3 separate regions of the Mus musculus genome follow, and regions 1 and 3 are each linked to region 2. Evidence: chromatin contacts called from public HiChIP or PLAC-seq data. All regions are on one chromosome and are shown on one strand. Each heading gives the region's core, a stretch centred on a gene start, on an enhancer-like site or on the middle of the called end of the contact. The rest is flanking DNA. Distances are from core to core; before and after follow the strand shown. Region 1 holds the start of 4930471M09Rik (RIKEN cDNA 4930471M09 gene). Region 2 holds the start of Iqsec1 (IQ motif and Sec7 domain 1). Region 3 holds the start of Tmem43 (transmembrane protein 43).

Region 1 (4,026 bases), core at 731-3,230, 630 kb before region 2:
CACACATCTCCTCAGCAGAATGGAGGGGCCCCCACCCAGTCTGAGGCATAGAAACCGAGCCACACAGGGGAAATGTACAGACTCCTCCTAAGAGTCTCTGTAACTTTTATGCTCACACTTGCCTACACTTGTGTTGGGGGAGAAGTGAGGTGGTATGTGTGACTGTGGATTCGACTACAGGGCCTGGCTTATGGGAGGCAAAGCTCTACCACTGGGCTGTATCATTAGCTCTTGAGGGTTTGGGTTTTGTTTGTTTTGAGAAAGCGTCTCACTCTAGCCCAGGCTACATGAAAACTTGTGTCCTTTCTGTCTGTCGGTTCCCAGGGCCTCCTGATGGTCTGCATCACTGACCCCCAGGCTGTGAGGATTGAGAGATGCCCAGGAACTTTAGAAACACACATACCTGACTGTGTCCGATATAATGGTATTTTCCAGGGGTGTCCATTCACATCTCGACATCGTGATTGACAGTATGTACAGATGTGTTGGATAATACTCATAGCTCCTGTTATGCCTGTGGGCCCTGAGTTACAGGCTATATACAACTACTTAGGGTGATATTTCACATGGTGATTGTCAAATGGCAGAACTAGTAAAAGTAGGCCTACTTGTTAAAGTAAGTGACTTGTATGGGTATGTTTTGATCATGGTCCCTTCCTTCTCTCTGCTTTCTGTCCACCTTAAGACAAGTCACTCTGCTCACCAGCCACCACGATGGTTTGCCTCATCACAGGACCAGCCATAAGGGAGCTGGAGCCCTTGGACAGAAACCTGAAGCATGAGTCCAGGTGTGATTGTGGGGATTTTGGGAAGAGGGATAGTGGATGTACATCCAGAGGCAGTGAGGTCCCAGATGCCTCCTCTGTAGTGAGGGGGTCAAGCAGAAGAGCTCTCGAACCTGACAGATTTGTGAGCTGTCCTTGCTCAGCAGTCATGAGCACATCTCTGTGCCAAGAACTGAAGGGATAGCTGGAGCCCTCAGGCCACAGGGACTCAGGACACATGTGACTCCTGACAGTTGACCACTAACGTGGTCTGGCAGCCGCATCATTCCCCAGAAAATGAGTGTAGACAAACATCATCCAAACAGTAGTTTAATGTCCCAGGACCTTCCTGACCCTTTCAGCTGCTTCCTGAGATGAACAGGAATCACAGGGTAGAGGAGACACAGCACACTTCACGGGATACCAAAGACAGAGGAGAGAGGTGTGGATAGTCAACCCATGTGAACTCAAGTTGGTCTGGTGTCCCCTGGGTCTGCTCCCTCCCATGCAAGACAGGGAGCCTATGCGTGTGAAGGAGAAACAGCTGCGGCAGCGGGCGATCGCGGCGATCAGGGAGGCACATTCCCGCAGTGACTGACAGTTTTCTGTTTAGCACAGTCCCTGCGCACTGTAAGAAAGCGGAAGAGATGAGGGATCTGAGGATAGCCTCGGGATTAGTAACAAGCAGCAACCACTAGACCTGGCAGTGGATATGTGAACCCCATCACGTGCTACTGATAAGGAAACTAAACAACACCTGGAGTCAAGCCTCCCGCATCAGGAGGAAGACGAACTCGGGGGTGGGGGTGGGGTGCGGCGGGGAGGAGGCTATTTCTGAAGCCTATGAGAGCTGTTTCTGCCATGGCAGAAATATGCCTGCTCGCTTTCCCTTTCCATTTGATACTTAGTACCATGATGTTCCTTGGAAGTTATTTTTCACACATGTTCATCTATTGGGCAGTGTTCCTTTTCCAGATCTCAGGCAGAAGTCAGTGAAACATCTCAGCGTAAAGAGCCGCGGGAGCAGTCAGCACCGAAGGAGGAAGGGTCGGAAGACGGTTCTCAGGGACCAAGGCAAGGAAAGCGGCTCAAACTGATGACGCTACTGGCCAGCGCCTCAGGATGACGTCATGTAACCGCGCCGTCGCCGCTACTGCACTGGAGGCTCCGCCCAGCTTCTCCATTGCTAGCGCTTCAGTCTAGCAGGAAGGTCCCGTGCAGCTACCTTGGCATTCTAGCTGTCGGTTCATATTCGGGTGGAACTGGCCGTTTGAACACTCTTGAGAACTGTATTCTCATATCCGTAGCCCATCACTTGACTTCTAGGTATTCATTTTTTGAGTCTTTGTATATTCTAGACATTAACCCTGTCCTGTTCAGCTAGCAAGGTACTGCACGGTCCAAACTCGCCCTCCCGGGCGACCAGCTCATAATGACCTCCCGCCCTCAGTCTTATCGCTCATTTTTTTGTGGGGTGAGTGAGCAGGCCCCGTAGCACTAACTCCTGGAACCAGAGTATGTGGAACCACATGAGAGTGAGCTCGAAAACTGTAAAACAGTTGGTTTTACATCTATGATACATCTTTTAGTATGTTTAAGAGCTAATCCCATCCATTTGTAATTTTGATTGTAAACTTTGGATAAGATTTTTTCCAGAAGAAACACTGACATTTGCTTTGTGATTGAGTGAGTGTTCGCTGAGAGAACAGGTATTCAGCACGAACTCCTTTTTTTTTTTTAATCAAACATTTAATATCCTTTAAAATTCTTCAAGATATATCAACAGCCTATTTTATGTATAAAGATAAAGGAGGAAAGCAATGTATGTAATTAATGTGAAATTAAGACAACTTTCCTGAATATATATATACTATCTCAAATCAATAATAAAGATGAGTACTGCTTTTTTGCCTGTTAAGGAAAGTCATCTTATTGAAAAAACAAACAGCTGAAACGAAGTTTTCTCATGACACAAATGGACTAATTATACAGGTCTCAAAAATGTTTTAAAAAGTACCCTAAGAAGAAAATTTTCTCATTGGACTACACAGAAGCCATCATCTGTGGTGGGGGTGTATATGGAGGGATGTGTGGCAGCTGTTAGGGCTGGCAGCCTCTCCTGAAAACATCTAGAGATTTAATCTGACTCCTTTCATAACTTGCCCAGGACTGTGCCACGCCTGAAGGAATATAAACTCCTGTACAGCACTTGTTAAGTCATGGACTCAGTGTGGGTGTCCATCATTGGATGAATGGCAAAACAGCACAAACACACAGACCTAACTCCCCAGGGCACACACCCAACCATTCTCTCAGTCTGATTCTAGTATCCTGTCCCTCATATCTATTCTCTAAGACTGATCCCTAGTTTAAGTCAATTGAGGTCTGTTTTATGGTAGTGGTGCCTCTCCTATCTGGTGAGACTCCTGGTACCTCCCGTGAGTTTGCAGTAGACTCAAAGGTCCTCTCCCTATGCATGACAGGAGCCCCCCACCCCATCCATCCTCACATGCAGATTTGGTTTATAGGTGTTATTGGTTGTGTTTCCCATGATTTCCAAATTGTGAATTGTGCAGCTTCCAAACTGCAAGTCAGATCTAAATGTGAACTTAAAAGAAGTCAAAAATAAATTTGGAAAAAGGGGCTGGGTGTGGAGGTCAGTGGTGTAGTGTTTGTCTAGTGCATAGCGAAGCCCTGGATTCTATTCCTGAAAATAAAAGGGACAAAGAAGGAACTGGGGAGGAAGAAATGGAACCAAGTCACCAACCTTGTGGTCTGCAGCAAAAACAAGGTCCACATGTAGATTTGTAACACTAGCTGTGTACCCCGGAAAGAAGAAAGATCTGGTGCCAGTAATTTAAACTTCCTCCTGAGAATATTAGAAATCAAACAGTAAAGTAATAGAAAGAAACCGAGGAAAATCATTTAAAAACTGGAAACAGAATTTCAACAGCGAAAAAATGGGAATCAATTTTAGGTTCCTAAAAGGACAACACATCAAAATGCTGCGAGAGGGATTACCACTGTTGATAACATGACTTTCTAGGAATATGCTTAGAATGCTTCCAAGACTGCTAATAATGGGCCAGCACTGGCTGACCCTTACAGTATTTTATATGTAAACAATAAAAATGCATGTATTCCTTCAAAAATAGCATTTGTTCCAATGTATTGTCTTTTTGTATAGACTAGGACATTTCCTTAAAATACTGAGTGTACAAACTCTAATATTTAAACTGGAAAAAAGTGCGTTCTTTTAGAA
Region 2 (4,214 bases), core at 1,634-4,133:
GCATGTTTATCAAGTGAGGTTTTTTCATTACAGGCAGCTGATGCCTCAGGGTTAACAGCGTTCATCTTTATGTCTTTTGGAAATTTTAAAATATTTTTAATGTCATAGCACATTATCATTTTCCGGATCCATGCAGTACTTTCTATTTCCTGCACGCATGCATATGTGCATGAATGCGTAGGAAAAGTGCCGGAAGGCTGCACTCCAGACAGATGAGAACCATTTCCACTGCAGAGATGAGCAGGAGGAGTAAGATGCGGGGTTGAGGGGAAGAGGACTATTCTTACTTTATGAACAGGCATTCTTGATGGGGCTGGTGAAGCACACGTTTCATCCCAACATTCCGAGAGGTAGAGGCAACCAGATCTCTATGAATTCCAAGCCAGCCTGGTCTACACAGTAAAATCCAGACCAGCCAATGTTACACAGACCCTGTCCCAAAAGAAAAGATGATTGTGTTATTTCTGCACTTTGCATTTTACTTACTGAAAATGTAAAGCTTCAGAAAAAGAAAAATATAGTGCTGGGGTGTGAAGTGTCTGTGTTTGGGAGACTGGTACAGGTAAAAGGGTACAGACCCTAGAGCTCCACAGTTAGTCCTGTGTCCGCCTAAAAGGGGGATGGGCTGCTGTCCCCGTGAAGAATGCCCAGTGCTGAGATGCATGGCTGCCTGCCTGGAAAGACTGAGACTGGCATATCTCCTTGTCATGTGCCAGCAGCCTTCTCTCCCTCTTCCCAAATGTTGTTATGCTCCTGCCTAGGGGACAGATGGCCACAGGTTGGAAGACAGAGACACTCTGCCTGAATATCCCTATCAGCCTGCAGGTTGGAATTTTCCAGTCTATGAGGCAAAGTCCTAGATAGGAAATTTCTGGAACCAGCCCTGGAGGCGTTTGCTTCTCCTAGACTGTAGGGATGAGATGGGGACATGGGTCCAGAAACTGGCTATGAAATGCTCTATGTCAGCCTCAGCCTGAACATGTAGATTGTTGGGTGGTCCTGTCTTACAATTCTACCCAGGGGCAGGCAGTCATGCAAGGCTGACTACCACTCACTCACACCTCAGGCATCTGGTCACAGTTGAAGTGGACAGGTGCAGTCTGCCACACCATTTCTGTGACTCTGAAACCTTGTGTGTTCACATCTTCAAAGTTGAACCAAGCAGTCTGACTCTCACTTGGTGATAGCATGCTCCTGTACTTTCTGTTGCTTCCTGAAACTCAGGAACTTCTGGGGTCTCAAGTTAAGAGACCAGCTGGAATGTCAACATTATGGAGTTTCCTTTATCTGACTGGTGCCAGGCAAAGAACATCAGGTGTGAGAACAACTGTGTGCTGCACTCAATGCTTTGTCAAAGCCTGAAAGCTTTGGCAGCTGTTTTTGAGTGTGGAGGTCTTTATCACTCACTCTTCTTTAAAATACAGCAGGATCAAGATGTGTGTGCCTCTCTGGAAGAGCAGCCAGAAAAGAGACAGGCATACAATGGATGTCATGGGTCCAAAAGGAGGACAAGAAGCAGCCCAGGATGGGGCCTTTAGAGCAGAGTGCACACAGGGTGGACAGTTCTCAATCACAGCTTCAGTTTACTCGTCTGTGATATGAGAGTGGGAAAAGCAGCTCCTCTTTAAGAAGTTTGAAAGCACAAGCACACAGGTGGGGGTGTTAGTACCCACACCCCCCCAGGGTGCCTTTATGAGCAGCTGTGGTTAATGACACACATTTCTGGAAGGACCTCTTCTGATGCTGTGGTGGTATCCTGATCTTGATAAAATACAGAGCAACTCAATCAAGGAGAGAGAGTGGACCAGTTTACCATGTGCTAAGCCTACATAAATCTGAATTATTCCTATGACAGCATTCTTCTGGGGAGGGGGGCTCTCATGGAAAGACTGGCCATTCCTAGAGCCCCCTGTATTTTGGCTACCCAGCTGCTTCAGCAGTTTCTACGCTGCATACAAGGACACTTCGCCAGATGAATGAGTTCCTCCTCATCTGGCCTCTGTCCCTCTTTGCTGTGTAACCTTCCATAAGTTTTTCATTGCCTCTGAGATCCATTTTCTCTGTAATAAAAGAACAGAACTCAAGAGTGAAGCCTCCCTCTTCCCCCAACTTCAGTGGGTCTGAGAAGCTAAAAGAATGGAACAAAGAAAATAGCCTGGCAACTGCCACCCTCATCCAGAGGGTTCACACTCTCACTACCTTCCCTGGAGGCAGCTTTGCAAGTGAAGACTCAGGCCAAAGTGCTGGCTGGGCCACCCTGTGTCTGTTAGTCCTAAATGAATGAGGACCCCCTCCACCTACCCCACCCCCCCACCCTCGTGCCTCCTCAGGATTTGATGTGTGCATAACAAGCTATGTCAGTTACTGTATGTGGTCAGCCCTCCTGAACCAGTTACACAACTGTCATGATCCCATTTTACAGTATCACATCTGAAATTCCCAGGAGACACTCTGCTTGCTGAAGTCTCATGGCCCCTAACTCCAGGACACAAGATCTCCTGAGTTCTTAGTTTAGTGGCTCCTATGTTTCCATGCCAGGGACGGGAAAGCTGCCCTGGAAAGCAATGCCATCATTACATTCTTCGGGCTGCGAGTGCATTTTAGCAACAGATTTCCAGGTTTCCAGTGAGGGCCAGAAGGAGCCACCTCATTGGTCTCAGCGCCAGGGCTCTTGGTTTTGCAGCCGCACCCACAGGGCGGCCCTGTTTGATGCTGCAGTTGCCATGGCAACGAGCACTTTGGCGATTGGTCCAGCGAGGCCGCACTACGTTGCTCCTGGAAGGAGGGGGCGCTCCTGCACTCCTGTCCCTCCTCCGGATGCTGCGAGAGCAAACCGGCACAGACACCCCCCTCCTCCAGCCCTCCCCTCCTCATCCCAGCGCACTGCCACCCCGGATGTGCGGGAGGGAAAATTCCCAAGGAAGTCCCAGGTAGCAGCGAGGCAGACGCCCCCGCCCAACCTGGCGACCATGGTGACTCGACGTCTTCCCAGGCTTCTGGGCACAGTGTAAACCCTGCGTAGGAGGACCTGTTTGGAGCCCCCTGCCACATTACATCCAGCATATCTAGATGAACCTGCCAGTCCTGGGAAAGTGACTGCCCTTGGCTTTCATTTTCTTCCTTTCCACCTCGCTTGAGCATCCTGTTCCTCCTCTGAACCACCTTGAGCCTCCTCAGCCCAGGCAGGAGAGAGAAGGAAATCAGACTTGGGCAGGATGGCTTGCCGAAGACGCTATTTGTGAGTATGCAAGACAAGTTTATCCTAAAGCCTGAGGCAGAAAGGACCACTACTCATGTTGAAGTGAGGGGCTTGGTGGAGGTGGGGTGGCTGCTCTGCAGGTGGCGTCCAGGGGGAGCAAGCTTTCGTCCAATGTTTGTACCCCTGCGGCAAAGGCAGTGTTGTTGATGATGAGGGGGAAAAGAATCTTAGTCAGCAAGTCTTCCTTGAGCTGTGAAAGTCCCCTACTGAAGCAGGCACCCTCCTCCTAATCCACATCCACAAATGAGGGTCCCAGACTCATGGCCGTGGTCTAGGCTTTTGTCAGTGCCCTTGACAGACCTATTTAGGGAAAGCTTTGATACTCAGCAAGCCCATGGCTTGCACCCAAGCCAGGTGGAAGGCCAGCAGCAGGCTGAGATAGTGGCAGGAGATGGCCTTCTCCATAGACAGGTGAAGGTGGCAGCAGTGTCCAGCTGTCAAGCACAGGTGTAATGTGCCGGTACTGAGCACCCGTCTGCTGGGCCTGATGCCAGCAGCGGAGGTGGTGAAAGTCGGGCTTAGGGTGGTGACATCACGGGACTGGGTATTTATGGAAGCAAAGCTGTGCTTAGTGAAGCCAGGCTTCCCAGGGGGCAGTGGGATTCAAATGCCAGCTTCCTTCTAGGCTCTCTGGGGGCTCTGCTGGTGCTGTTCTGGGAAGAGAAACCTTTGCCCTATGTGGGCACTCTAGGCCCTGGGGACTGAATGAGACTTGGGTCTGGTCTCAGTCTGCCCTAGTACTACCTGCTCAGTGCTTGGAAGCTGATAGAGACAGTTTGGTAATCTTGGACCTTTCAAGGTTTAAAAGCAAGGCATGACGTTCTTGAATTGGGATCAGCCACCAGGACTAGGAGAGGAGGCTTGCAACAGTTTTTAGGAGGTCATCTGGGAAATTCAAACTCTCTTCAGACTGGCTTTGAACTCCAAGAGGCCCCCAAGCCCCATCAAGGGCCCT
Region 3 (4,467 bases), core at 974-3,473, 660 kb before region 2:
AAGATGTTCCTCCAGCTGGGAGAGAGGTGAGGTGGGAAATAGCATCTATATGTATATACCTGTGTATATGTACACTTATGTATCCTAAGTAACACATTCCACTTCCAGCATACTGGGCTGAGAATCAATAAATGATGAATCAATGGGTGGGAACATACTGGGCCTGGATATTGGCACACCAGGGTTGGAATCCTAGCTCTGTTGCTTTGGAACCTGGCAACATGTGCTCCACCTCTCTGGTCCTGACTCCTCACTTGCTGGTGATAATACCTACCTGACAGGAAAGTTGTTATACTGAACTCAGGAGCTTTTGTTCCACTCACTGTCTTAAGATTTTTCTTGCTTACCCTGCCTGGTGACTCAGCTACAGTATGGATGCTTTGGTATTGTCTCTAGGCATGACACAGCCATGGTCATATTGAGACCCAAATAGCTTAGATGAACCCCTCACATGATCAGGCATGTTCCCTGGAAGAGTGGACGAGGATCTTTATACCATCACCTGAGATTCTAGCCTCTCACCTCCTCCTATGTCACACCCCCAGCAGTGTACAGTACTGCTAGAGGATACAGGAGACAGGGGGCTAACAGAAGGGACGGCACACACCTCCATCAGTCACCCAAGATAACCTCTTTGGTTCACCAAGATGGAGTTGGTCTATGGCTATCCTGCTGACATTAATAAAAGCTCAAGTCTTCCCAGGAAAGTAATATAACAATAAATGGACAAAGACATCTGAAGATATCCCATTGTGTCTATGTTTGTTAGTGTGAGAATCCAAGATGGTCTCTGCCTACCAAGACTGTGTGGGCTAGCCTCTAAGAGTAACTTTTTCAAGGATTAAGTACCTCCCATGTACCAGGCTCTGTGCCCAGCAACCTTCCTCAAATTTCAAAGTAACTGATCCCATGAGAGAGTAAACCCAAAGGAGTTAGAGTAGAAGAATCTGGATTTGCCTCCGGGCTTGTCTCCAAAGTCTGCCCTCATCAGCACCTTCCCAGGCTGGGGATGTAGCATGCCAAGCTGGCTACGAGCCCCCAAGCAGGTGTCTTCTTCTGGGGAACGGTGAGATATGACGCTGATGAGATGGATCAGAAGGGGTCTGCCTGCTCTTGCCAGGCTGGCCTGCTGGTTGCCTTCTCCTCTGGCTCCAGTGCAGCATTCCTAACCTTTGGTTCTCTTCCCCTGCCAGGGCCAGACAATATGCCAAACAGATATTGCTTGCACAGTGGGTGAAACAAACTCCGGCCTCCCAGGAGGTGAAGTCTGCCGGACTGAGGAGGGGCCTGGGAAGAGGGTGTAACAGGCCCAAGGAGGGCTGTAGTGACACTCTACCAAGGAGGGAGTAAGGGTGTGCCTGGGGCTGGCAGTGCTCCTGAGATGGCTTCAGAGGCGCTTTCACCAGAGGCACTGGTGACTCACCGGCTTCTCCCACACCCAGTCCCCTAGTAGGTGGTGTTGCTCCGTTTGTTGAATGAATGTTAAGATTCACTAGGAAAATTCTTAAGGACTAGTTGCAGTAGGAAGAGGCCAGAGGTCTGGGTGAACTATCCTCAGCTAGGGGCTCTAACCAAATCAGTGCACCAGGAACCCGGCAGCAGAGAAAAGTCTCCCTCTCCACGTCATCCAGCCAGGCTAGTCCAGCTACAGTAGCATCACACAGCCTTTGAGTACACACCCCCTAGGGAGCGAAGACCAAAGAAGCATTTGCTGGACAGTTCCACCTGGGCAGGATCACCTCATCAGTCTGCTCACCAATAGACACTTTCCCCGTGGTCCTTCAGTTCCCCAAGTTCCCCAAGTTTCGTATCCCCAGGGGCCCAGAGAGAAACTAGGAGTGGAAGAAGCAGCCGTGCACGAGCGGACTCGACTAATTGCTGAGGCCCACAAACGCGCAGCCCGAGATGGAGAAGCTCAGAGAGCTGAGGGCAGCTGCACCCACTGGGGTAGCACCCCTGTAAGACCCAGCGCGGATCCAGGGAAAAAGCGGCCCGGATGATGGTGTCACCCGGGCATCAGGAAGCACTTACGTTCGCTGCCATGGTGGGCTTGGTTCGCTGCCGCCGTCTTGCTCTATTCCGCTAGGAATTGGGCTGACGACCGGAACGCAGAATACGGTGACCTCCTGTCTGCCACAGAGCTGCAAGACTTCTCGTGGAATCCAGGACCTGGCGGGACGCAGGACAAAAGTTACCGCCCTGCCTAAGCCTCAAGTTGTCTGCGCGTGCGCATCTTAAGGGCTGCTGGGAAATGTAGTCCGACGTCTGACACGTTCGCCACAAAATTACAAACCACTGTATTTCACTGGTGCGCGTGCGCGCTGCAAGATTTCTGGGAAATGTAGTATCGGTCTAGTTGGAGAGGCGCAAGGGCTGCTGGTCAGTGTAGTTTTCGACTGAGAAGCGGTTCTGGTGCTTAGGACGCGCGGAGGCAGGCGCGCGGCGGGCAGGCCTGGAGGGGGCGGGTCTGTGCGGGCCTCAGTGCCACCCGCCAGGCCTGAGAAGCGGCGAGGGAGGTCACGGCGAGAAGGTGTATCCGCTCCAGCCGCGCCCGCTGCCTCTGCGAGCTGCAGAGGACTGTCGGGAACAACCATGTCCTACTGCCGGCAGGAAGGTGAGTCGGGCGCTGCCATGGAGACCGGCCGGGACGGGCCTGCGAGAGACACGCGATCAAGTGGTCTCCACCGAGCGGCTGTGGGCCCTTTAGTGGGCCTCACGCGGCGGTTTCCAGACGAGAGAGGCAGAGGCTCCGTGAGGAACGAGGCCGGTCCAAGGTCAAGGTGAAGCCCGAACCCGGGCCTCGGAGGGCCTCACGTGGGCCTGGCCAGTGTGGAGCACGTTGTCTCTGGCTGGGAATCGGGGACTGTTAGGAATTAGACACCGTCGCTCCTAGCACTCCCCACGTGGTTCTATCCCGCCCAGGCTTTTTAGCTATCCCGAAAAATTACCGCTTGGGCTAGAGTGGGCGTGCTGAAGTGCATCTGGCAGGAGCATTTAGTGAGCGCCTTCTGTGTACTAGGCACGCTTTTAAACTTAACGTAGCCATTTTTATATGTCGGGTTCCCTTACTGTCCACGTCTTATCAAACGGAAAATTAAGACAGGTTACTCGATCCAGGAACCCACATCAGGTCACGAAACCGGGACCCGCTATGAAAGAGCTTCCTTTCTTCCGTCATTTCTAGCCACGTTGAGGACCACTCACTACCTGTTGTTACCTGTAAGCAGCAACCCAGAAGAATCCAGACCAATCTGTTGCTCTAAGGTCTCCCAGCACTGACTGGCTTCTTATGTCTGAGCTGCCAAACCCGCCAGGCCCTAGTTTCCACTCCTGTAAATTGAGAGATCAGGCGTCATTTACTCTGGTATTCACGAAGCACGTGCCCAAGGCAGGAAAGAGTTGGAGGGCTCTTGAGAATACAAAGCTACAGAGAGACTTGGTTCACCCAGAATTCTCAGCTCCTTTACTCTTAAGTCTAGAGAACATGAGGTACAAAGGAGGAAGTGATCCACCCAAGGCCATACATCCAGTTAGAAGGCCCCAGTCCGCTGTAGAACCCCCTCCTTCCCAGCATCATCATTGGTGCCTCTCCCGAGGACTGTTTCTGTTGGTTAGCACTTGGTGTTCCGCATACGAAAGTCCTTGACCCAGCACTGTTAGGCGGATTCCTAGGATGACTTTTGTTTCCTCCAACCTAGTTGGTAGGTTGATGACGAGTCTTTGAGTTAAGGAGGCTATGCAGATAAACATTTCTACCCCTCTTGATGGATTTACAGACCTCGGGTTTTTCAGGAAGGAGGATGGGTCCATCAGCTGCTAATGCAACATAGAGCCCGTCTTCTTCCTGGTTCAAAAGGTGTGTGTGTATGTGTTTAGTGGTTCTCCGTTTTTGAGACAGTCTCAGTATGTGCCCCTAACTCAAATTCTTCTCTTCGTCCCAAATTCTGGAATTAAAAACACATGCCGCTACCTACAGTCTCTGTGAGTTCAAGGCCAGTGTAAAATAAATTGCATGTTCCAGGCCTGCCAGAGCTACATAGTGAGATCCTGTCCAAAAACAAACCAAAAAATAGTATGTAAGGACTTAGGAGACCATGCGGTGTTATTCTTCCAGTCTCATGTTCTTCCTCCTGCTCCTCAGCTCTTCTGGCTGTGCCCTTTGTCAGGTGCTTTCTTCCTCCAGCTCTCTGAATTGCTAACTTATCCTTTAAGAACCAGCCCAAAGCCGGGCGTGGTGGCACATGCCTTTAATCCCTCACTTGGAAAGCAGAGGTGTGTGGAGTCCTCTGAGTTCTAGGACAGCCAGAGCTATTTTACAGGGAAAACCCTGTCTCAGGAAAAAAAAAAAAAAAAAAAAAAAAAAAAAAAAAAAAAAAAACAAGAGAAATGGGCAGGAGACATGGCTCAGTGGTTAAAAGCACTGACTGCTCTTCCAAAGGTCCTGAGTTCAATTCCCAGCAACCGCAT

Evidence for each region. HiChIP or PLAC-seq counts read pairs in DNA pulled down with a chosen protein or histone mark.
Region 1: a contact with region 2 is called in an H3K27ac HiChIP or PLAC-seq map of embryonic stem cells, with 3 times the contacts expected there. The contact joins the promoter of 4930471M09Rik here to the promoter of Iqsec1 in region 2. A contact is called at or near these places in 1 of 484 Hi-C or Micro-C datasets (stem cell-derived neural stem cells) and 5 of 115 datasets of contacts at active chromatin or transcription factors (embryonic basal ganglia, embryonic hindbrain, embryonic limb bud and 2 more).
Region 3: a contact with region 2 is called in an H3K4me3 HiChIP or PLAC-seq map of embryonic forebrain, with 2.7 times the contacts expected there. The contact joins the promoter of Tmem43 here to the promoter of Iqsec1 in region 2.

Annotation. Positions count from the first base shown.
Region 1 is chr6:91,438,808-91,442,833 of GRCm38.p6, reverse strand. 4930471M09Rik (RIKEN cDNA 4930471M09 gene) reads left to right here and starts at 1,980. Exons shown (of 3, transcript NR_045980.1): 1 at 1,980-2,473. 1810044D09Rik (RIKEN cDNA 1810044D09 gene) reads right to left here and starts at 1,847. Exons shown (of 2, transcript NR_038153.1): 1 at 1,676-1,847; 2 at 1,079-1,392.
Region 2 is chr6:90,808,792-90,813,005 of GRCm38.p6, reverse strand. It overlaps Iqsec1 (IQ motif and Sec7 domain 1), which reads left to right and starts at 2,883. Exons shown (of 14, transcript NM_001134384.1): 1 at 2,883-3,238. The coding sequence starts at 3,216.
Region 3 is chr6:91,471,463-91,475,929 of GRCm38.p6, reverse strand. Tmem43 (transmembrane protein 43) reads right to left here and starts at 2,223. Exons shown (of 12, transcript NM_028766.3): 1 at 2,032-2,223. The coding sequence starts at 2,043. It overlaps Chchd4 (coiled-coil-helix-coiled-coil-helix domain containing 4), which reads left to right and starts at 2,507. Exons shown (of 3, transcript NM_133928.2): 1 at 2,507-2,614. The coding sequence starts at 2,593.